Regions from separate parts of the Sus scrofa genome. Here all the other regions are linked to region 2. A link is a contact called in public Hi-C data. All regions are on one chromosome and are shown on one strand. The core of a region is the stretch at or near the end of the contact, and the rest is flanking DNA. Distances in the headings are between cores, read along the strand shown. Region 1 overlaps KLHL25 (kelch-like protein 25). Region 2 overlaps AKAP13 (A-kinase anchor protein 13). Region 3 has its middle 41 kb from the start of KLHL25.

The links. A called contact is a pair of places that touch in the nucleus more often than the background predicts.
Region 1: a contact with region 2 is called in a Hi-C map of liver, with 5 times the contacts expected there. The contact joins two enhancer-like sites. A contact is called at or near these places in 8 of 47 Hi-C or Micro-C datasets (brain, embryonic fibroblasts, epiblast stem cells and 2 more) and 1 of 2 datasets of contacts at active chromatin or transcription factors (skeletal muscle).
Region 3: a Hi-C map of liver shows a contact between it and region 2, with 2.8 times the contacts expected there. The contact joins two enhancer-like sites. A contact is called at or near these places in 2 of 5 promoter capture datasets (fetal liver and liver), 27 of 47 Hi-C or Micro-C datasets (adipocytes, alveolar macrophages, blood and 16 more) and 2 of 2 datasets of contacts at active chromatin or transcription factors (alveolar macrophages and skeletal muscle).

What each region holds. Positions count from the first base shown.
Region 1 is chr7:88,276,294-88,279,379 of Sscrofa11.1, reverse strand. All of the region lies in intron 1 of KLHL25 (kelch-like protein 25), which reads left to right. Among named protein-coding and RNA genes, the nearest start is that of KLHL25, 14 kb to the left of the region's middle. Within about 2 kb of position 1,804, at least 26 of the 83 cell types and tissues checked have an H3K27ac peak or open chromatin away from gene starts, as enhancers often do. A contact at or near this core is called in liver and skeletal muscle, where this site is marked.
Region 2 is chr7:88,210,267-88,213,035 of Sscrofa11.1, reverse strand. It overlaps AKAP13 (A-kinase anchor protein 13), which reads right to left. Exons shown (of 38, transcript XM_021099912.1): 32 at 2,080-2,241; 33 at 1,562-1,632; 34 at 1,076-1,120. Among named protein-coding and RNA genes, the nearest start is that of KLHL25, 80 kb to the left of the region's middle. Within about 2 kb of position 1,330, at least 10 of the 83 cell types and tissues checked have an H3K27ac peak or open chromatin away from gene starts, as enhancers often do. A contact at or near this core is called in liver and skeletal muscle, where this site is marked.
Region 3 is chr7:88,331,592-88,334,536 of Sscrofa11.1, reverse strand. No RefSeq gene overlaps it. Among named protein-coding and RNA genes, the nearest start is that of KLHL25, 41 kb to the right of the region's middle. Within about 2 kb of position 1,511, at least 4 of the 83 cell types and tissues checked have an H3K27ac peak or open chromatin away from gene starts, as enhancers often do. A contact at or near this core is called in liver, where this site is marked.

The DNA of each region.
Region 1 (3,086 bases), core at 555-3,054, 66 kb before region 2:
GAGAGAGCTTGTGACGCAGGCCTGGTCTGTGTCCTCAAGTCAACCACCATCCTTTGAATGCTCTGTTCAGGGTGGCACTTGGTCAGGCAGGTGGGGAGACACATCTCCACATACTTCTGCTTTCCTGGGGCCCAGGAAGGAAGATTTGGGTTTGCTAAGTGACAGCGAAGTATTTGAGAAATCACGTGTTTTTCTTTTGTCTTTTTAGGGCTGCACCCACAGCATGTGGAAGTTCCTAGGCTAGAGGTTGAATCAGAGCTGCAGCCGCTAGCATATGCCACAGCCACGCCAGATCCGAGCCACGTCTGTGCCTGCGCCACTGCTCATGGCAACGCCGGATCCTTAACCCACTGAGTGAGGCCAGGGATCGAACCTGTGTCCTCATGGATACTAATCAGATTCATTTCCGCTGAGCCCCGATGGGAACTCTTCAAGTGTTTTTCATTTAAAATAGCATCTCCCATTCAGGCCCACATGGCCTTTGCAGCCTGGAAGGTGGTTCTTCATTGTGAACAGCCCCAATTTTGACATTTGAGCAGGGACTTTGGAGCCAAACAGCTTTGAATACTGAGGACATACACGCATTTCTTATCTTCTCTGAGCCTCAATTTGCCCATCTGTACAGGAGGAACATCGGCGCCTCTAAGGGGTGCCCTAAAGATGAGGTGAAAGAAGGAGTGGTGCCTGGCACATAGGCTTACATCCAGCAAGGTCTAAAAAAGTGACCCTGCCTGTGGTGCAGAGTCTGGCAGGGTCGGTGGGGTGTGCGGCGAAGACAGCCTCCCTGCCCTCCTCCCCAGCAGTAGCTACTATCGACTAGTTTCTTAGCCAGCCTGCCAGAGACAGCCTGTGCATCTCCAGGAGGTGTGCGTATTGCGTGTCTGTGTAACTAGTTGGTTGGTTTTTAGCAGATGTAGGAGACGGCAAACTATTCACAGCACCTCTCATTGTAGCAGAGAAAGCCAGTTGCTTATTTTATATATGTGTATGTATATCTATCTCTCTCTATATATAGTTCTATAGTGTTCCACTCCATGAATGAACGAGCGTGTATTTAACTGGGCCTCTTACCCATGAACGCTGAGGCTGTTTCCAGCCTTTTCCACTCTCAGCCAAAAGGAAGCATGCAGCTGTGACAATGGAGGGCAGGACTCCTAGACGTGGAGAGGCTAGGGCAGAGGGCATGTGCCTTTGTCACTCTGAAAGATCTTGCCCAGTTGCTCTCCAGCTACACTCCCCTCCCCTCTCCATGGGCTTTAGCCACGGAGGGACATTCCCATTCCGTTTTGATACCCACACTGACAGGCTGCAGTAGAACGAAGCTTCTAGAGCACAGGGAGTAAGTGGCCAACAGTGCTTGACTGTTTTTTTTTCCCCCCATCTCTTCTGCAGTTCATTTTCCTCCCAGCCTGTCACTCCAGGTGGCTCATTGAAAGTGATATCTAGGCCAGAGCGCTTTTAATGGCTCGATGTGTAGGCCTTTGCGAATCTTTCAGGGTAACAGACAGGAAGAGAGACAGCCTCCCTCCAGGCCCCCCCCGCCCCCCAGCAGTCCTGCTGAAGAAGGAGGAACCAGGACTGGGAGGCAACGATGTTTGCTTTGCGGGGAGTAGGGGTGGGGAGCTCTCCCCTGCCCCACTTTCTCTCTCCGTCTCGCTCTGAATAAGTAAAAGGAAACGAGTGATTTCAACAGATGGGCAAACCTGAGCGCCAAGTTCTTTGTCCCCTCTGTGATTAGAGCAGTGGTGTCCATTTCACTGGCCCTGCTCCCGTCTGGAGCAACAGCTGGGCTTGCAGACGCCCAGCTTCAGGGGCCAGAGACAGTCCGGGCAGCCCCACCAAACGGCTGCAGGACACAGCAGTAGAGGCCTGGCAGCAGCTTCTCCCTGCCCTTCCCCACCGTGTTTGGAGGTGTCTGAGCCACTCCTCCTTTAGCTGGAAGAAGCCTCTTTGTTGCAGGGGTGGTTTAATTAAGCATGGTAAACAGCTTTTAGGACAGTATGACATCAAACATCTGTAATTCTTCTCCAAAGATTTTATCTCAAGAGAATACAGTAATTCATAATTCACCACAAGCAAAAGGTGTTATTTGTTCATTGGGTACAAATTCCGACACCGTCGATGAATGAATTAGTGAGTCATGGTGGCTGTATACTTCATAGACATTAAAGATCACAGCTGACAACCCCAGAGAGCCTGGGCCCATTCATCCCAGGGTCTGCAGGCCGGAGGTCCCTAGTCTATCTGTGTTCAGTGGTGAATGAGGGGTAGATGTATGCAAACTAGGTGAAATCGGGAAAAAGAATGTAAAATGGTATTCTGTGATTGCAGCACTGTAAAATGTTTGGAGATAAAAGCTGAAAATAAGAAGCCAAAGTGAAAATAGTTATTTTGTTTGCAGTGTTTCTCAGCCGTATCACTTTCCCCTGGCTAAACCTTAGATCTTTTTTCCTAACTTCACTCAATCCTGCCTCCACCAATACATTTTAATACCAGATATACTGTAAGTCTGTCGATATTCTATATGTAAATCCGTGCTTTGTACAGAAATAAGATTTTTTTTTTTTTCTGCCCTCCAAGAACCAGTTTTTGCCTCCTTAGGGCAGTGTCCCTCGCCCACCACCTCCCTTACCCCCTTGCCCCCGAAAATATCCGTGTTAGGGGCTGTTTCTGGGGATTTTCATCTTTTGTTTCATTTTTGTAGTATCTTGTCAGGATGACTGAGCCCCCTGGTTGTGCCTGTTGGCCTGTCTCACGTGGGTCATGGAGCTCACACTCACAAGAGCAGGACCTGGCGGAAAAGAGGGTGCTGACTGTCTGTGGCTGTGCCTGCTGGGCTGGAAGCATGGCCCAGGCAGTCCCCCCTGTGGCAGGGAGTAATTGCCCACGCTCCCTGCCCAGTGGCCCAGCCTGTCAGAAGCACTCAGAGGAGGGCCTCCTATGTAGGAAGTACTCAGTCTCTATGACTTAGTAGTAGTAGTACTCAGGACCATCAATCTCTGAGCTGCTGTTTTCTTATCTGCAAAGTACAGAACTAGTAGCCATAGGATAGGATTACCCTTCAGGCACTGTCCTGGGTGTGTGAA
Region 2 (2,769 bases), core at 81-2,580:
CTGAAAACCACTGGTCTTGTACTATTTCTTACCTGACTCTTCTCACTAAATAAATATGGGAGGGAAAAGTTGGCAAGTGGAAAAATTAACCAAGAGCTACTACTTTTTAAGCGGCACCAGAGCCTGTGTGGAGCAGCTTTACTTCATTCAAGATGAAAACACTGAAAGGAGTTCCTTCAGGATACCACACTGTGCCCCAATGGGAACTCCACACATTTTTCAGCATGGCCCTGATATTTCCTCAGGATAGTTAGTGTGGACTAACATGTCAACAAACAGAAAACAACATCCTTTTGTGTTTTGGGGGAAAAAAGGCAAAGATTCCCTTAATTTGAAATTTCAAAACAAAGCTTCTTGGGGATTTAAGACATCATGTTAAAAGCATATTAAAAGCAGAGAGAAACACAGAGAACATCCTGAGAGGTACACCCCAGAGCACCACTGTCCTGCGTCCAATTCTAGCCTCCTGACTCAGTTACATGCTCAGAGTCAACTAAGTCTGGAGGCGGCAGTGCCTGCAGGAGGCTTCCTAAAAGGGACCCAAGGAGAGAGGGAGACCATGCAAGTCATGGGTTATCCCAGAGTCAGTGGAACTCAGCTGGAGGGGGGTGAAACACTGGCATGGCAACCTCCTCTCTGGCCAGGGGATGCCAAGGCTACCTTTTGAGTAAAAAGCAATGCTCAAAGAAGAAAACCCAACTTCAGCTGTAGGATAAGAAATTACTATGCAGAATTACCAAAAAGGTAATTTGCCAGGTTCTAGACCATGGCCTTCGGTGCCAGGCTTGCATTACAGCAAGGGTGGCTACAAATTCTACTCAGTGTGCATGGATGGGAGTGTCATAGCCCATGTTTAGAGAAAGCAAGGGGTTTCTCAAGGACAGAGAAGCAGAGGCCGTTTTAGTGGGCAGTACTCTGGCAAAATGACAAGTTGATGGCCTGGGGAAGGGAAACTGACAACTGCCCGGGTCACAGCCAAGAGCCAGCTTGCTCAACAGTCAAGTAGAAATGAGCATTCCTAACCTAACAATTATGACAAAAACATATTCTGTTAAATAGCTCATAACGTTCTTACCTCACTGTTTCTTTTAAGCATAAATACCACGTTAGCATTTCCACCCTATAAAACAAAAAAAGTACATTAAAAAAACCCCGAAGATTCTGAGGCAAAAATAACAGTCAGTGTGTCTGTTATGCTGTGACTTCCCATTTTTGTTCTTCTCTAGTAGCCTCTCACTGCAGGCCGAACTGTCATGGAGGCTTTGCCAAGGGTTCAGGTGGATGTGGGACATTTAAACAGCCTCTTAACAACACTGGTCCAGCCAGGGCAGTGGCAGAGCTGTGTGTGTCAACACTGTCCAAAGCCAGAGAGACTCAATGGCCAAGGGCGTGGGGCTCTTAATTGTACGGTTTGCTTAGATATGTGCTTTCCTCTTAAAGTGGGAAATGAAAACAGCAAATCAGACTGGACTAACAAAATCAGAATGGACTAATTTCAAAGATTATGAATTCAGAGGAAAGGCCAGGGAGGACTTAGAGAGTATATCTTAGAAAGAAATACCTTTTTCAAACCACTGTCCGATTCTGTTCTCCTAAGATCTTGGCCATCATCTCCCTCTTCCTTTTCACCACCTAGACAAACAAACAAGGTTTTTTGTTTTTTTTTTAATTTTTGTTTTTTAAGTTGTGAAACCAATTAGTCAAGAAAATACAATATACATAGCTCAAGGACAGAATATTTCTGATGTCTATTAATGCCAAAAAGGGGCAGGCCCTTGGTGGCAGCTGAGTGATTGTTAATGATTTCACTGATGCAGAACTAGAAGCAGAAAGAAACAAGTGTTACTTGGCTATAGCTTAGCAGAGATCCCAGGAAAATTTTTTATTACTCAAAATAAACATAACACTGGGAGAGGTGCCTGAGTGTTTTAGCAGCTAGATACTTACTAGGCTCTGACTAAAACATTTACTGACTGAGGGGGGGCAGAAGACAGAGGAAATGGTGCTACAGAGTACAGATCATGTTTAGCTTGATAGCCAAGGGCTGCCTGTAAGGGCAACGAATTCAAAACCACTGACCTTTTGAAGCATTCATCTGATGGCTGTCAAACCCTCCAAAGGTCTCTGCTCTCCGGGGCAGGGAAACAGGGCCCACCATGCCTTCTTGCTCAGTAGGGCTGCTCACAGTCTGCCCAAGGGTGCCTCCCAGGCTTCCACTCACCAAACTCTGAAGGATCTCCACTGGAAGAAAGGAAACACGCAAAACTGACATCTCCTTTTTCAATGAGAAATAGAAAATCTCGCGGTAATACATTATATGTACGGGGAATATGATCAGAACATTCCAAAGTGACTACGGGATTTCCTTTATTCAGACAAAGCTGTCAGCTCAGGATATGTGTTTTAGTTGGATCTACTGGAAATGCAGAGATCAGTCAAGTGAAAAAAAAAAAAAAGAATATATATATATATATGAGACCTAGGAAACTGGAAAGGGTACAGGGAAGGCAGAGTAATTTATTGGAAAGCTCCTGGCTCCTAGAATCAGATCCAAAGTAGCTAAACGGAATTCCCTAGGAAGTTAGGTGAGCCAATTTGAGACCAACAGCTAAAACTGCCAAAGTTGTCACCCCTCCCATAGATAGAACAGTCTAAGCATCTGAATTCTCAAAGTCTTTTCTAGAGCAGCAATGTCCCACAGAAAGGAGAGAGTGCTGAAACTAGAATAAAAACTGAGCAGGAGAGAAACAACAGAGATGAAGGAAAAAA
Region 3 (2,945 bases), core at 262-2,761, 120 kb before region 2:
TGATGGGTGGAGGTGGGGGGTAGTGGGGGGTAAGGAGAGCAGAGGGTAGGGAATTCCAGGCAGAGGGGTTGGTGGAGCAGGATCTGGAAGTGGGCATCAAGGAGCTCCCACTGGGAAAGTGGAGGTACTCCTGAACCTGACCCCTGGGAGGACATAGCAAGGTGACATTTTGGGTGAGTGCTCCCAGGTCGCACCACCAGACCAGTCAAGCAGGGCAGCCTAATGACTCAGAGAGCATAGGCTTAAGTGTTGTTATGGCCTGACTTGTCCTCCACATTCACATGGTGAAGCCCTAATCCTCACTATCTTAGGATGTGATTGTATTTGGAGATGGGCCTTTTAAATGAGGTCACAAGGGTAGGGCCCTCACCCAGTCTGATGAATGTCCTGATGAGAGAGAGAGAAGGACACCTGGGATGCACAGGCACAGAGAAAAGATTTGAAAAGGGCCTCAGGAGAAACCAACCATGCTGGATCTTGGACTTGCAGCCTCACAAACTGTGGGAAATAAATGTCTGTTGTTTAAGCTGCCCAATCCAGGGTATTTTGGTAGAGCAGCCTGAGTAGGAGTCGACCCCAGGCTCTGAACTTCAGCACTGGTGCAAAAAACAGAGGAAGAAACACCTCCCACCCAGGGCAGTCATGAAGCTTGAGTGAATCGTGTGAAAAGAGCATCTAGTAAGAGTGCAGATGTGGACAAAGGGTATAATCTCTAAAATGAGGTGCATGTATTTGGGTATGGAGGGAGCAGATGCGCTGGAGGGGAAGAAGAAAAAGTAAGAACTTTTATATTTATTCTCCATCTTTTCTTTACCTTTCTATTTTCACATATGGTTTTCATGGACATCATACATAAACGTTTCTAATTTATGAAAAAACATCCTTGTGTATTTCTATTTTGTGCATGGCTTTAATGCACATTATATTAATACAAGTGCACATACAAGAGCAGTGCTATGTCTATACATGATATATGAAAAACAGATTTGCATCAAGTAGGGGTATATGCTTTTTAGATGTACTGATAGAAATGTGCAATTAAAAAAATTCCGGAGGAATTCCTGCTGTGGTATGGTGGGTTAAGAATCTGACTGCAGCAGCTCTGGTCACTGCAGAGGAGGGTTTGATCTCCAGCCTGGCACAGTGTGTTAAGGATCCAGCATTGCTGCAGCTGTTGCTCAAATTCAATCCCTAGCCCAGAAGCTTCCACATGCTGCAGATTCAGCCATAAGAAAAAAATTTCTGGAGACCTTTGTAGACCATAGAAATGTGTCCACTAAGTTCTTTGCATCCACTAACCTGCCAGGGGGAGGAGGTAGTGATTATGGCCAGATGCCATCAGGAGGTTGGAGGTTTATGGGAGAACGGCAGAGCACCTGTGCCCACCTAGCCTCTGGCAGAAGTTGAGACCTTTGAGGTGGGAGCTCCAAGTCTCTTCATCAGAGTCATTGGGAGATTCTGCCAATGAATGAGGGCCTTCTGAGCTCTGGACCAGCCCCACTGGCACAGACACTGGTACAAAGATCACTCTTCAGTCATCCCACTTTCATAGTTAACAATAATGTGGTTACAACCATAGCATGGTTAATAATTCACTACTGGAAAGCTGGGAATTGTGGACAAAACAAGAACAGGCAAGAAATGGGGGGATGCAGTGGGGGTGCCCCTAACAGACTGGGTGTGCGTGAGGCTCCCTTTGAGAACTCCTCAAAATGACTGGAGGAACTTGGATGAGGCAGGGGACCGGGGGCAGCTAGGGTTCTTGTTTCAGAGAGGTAAGTGGCCTGGGACCTTTGTCATTTGGGCATCATTGTAAACGTGTCCTTGATTTGCAGTCATGTTTAGATGGACAGATGGGGCCCTGGCATACGTGTTCTGCATTTCACCGAATATCTGCTGTCTGGGGCTGAGAAGATCAGTGGCTAGAATCTAGATGGTGAGACAGGCCAGGGGATCCCCAGAACAGACCATGAGGATGGGGGAAATGAATGGTTTTTATCCATGAAGGTAGAGGCTGAGAAACAGAATATAAACCTGTAGGTCTGAGAGTGGCCAGTGTTTGCATCCTGAAAAAAATGCCCAGACTTTGGTCTCATCCAAACTCGGTTGAAATTCCTATAGCTGTATAACCTTGGACAAGTCACTTGATGTCTCTGAGCCTAGGTTGTATCATCTGTAAGACAGGAATACACTCTTCCTCAGGACAAACAAGGGAAGAGGTCTGTGTATCCCACCTGCCTTGACCTCCAACATCCCCATAACCTTTCTCTGGGGAATGACATTCTGAGTACACAGTCTTCAAGGCTCCAGGAAGACCCCTAAGTAGAATCACTGATCAGATGAGCAGTAGCCCCAGAGCTATGACTTCTCCCGAAAACTGTGGCAAGTGGGATGGAGCTGGGGTGGTGGGGCAGCTGCTACACCGGCCCTTCTAGCATAGTCACATCGTGCTGCTGGCCAGCAGCTCCCCTGGGAGATTGGAAGCAGCTACACAAGGCCTCTCTAGGCCTGTAGCAATTCCAGCCCCCACCCCCTCAGATGCCCTAGGACCTCCCTTCTCTGAGAATCTGCTGGGCATATCCTCCTGAGAGCCTGCTGGAGGCTCTGGGTGGTTCTCCCAGATTCTGCTCCCATTCAGGCCCTCCTGTCTCTTCCTGTTCCATCTCTCACTCCCTCTGGCTTCCTTGCCACACCCAGGACCTACTTTTCCTGAAAGGCTTGGGTTCTTCTCCTCAGCCAGGCAACACGCCCTGGGCGGTGGGAAGCTCTGCACAACAGAGAAGTCAAGGATCTCTTTCCCAGTTTCCAGAGTATCTGTACAGCCACTTCGAGGGTCCTCAAGAGCCTTTCCTGGTGGGGGTCCTTCTTACTAGGGTGAAGAGTCCCAGAACCCAGGTGTTCTTTTTTTTTTTTCTTAAATTTTATTGGAATTTAGTTGACTTACA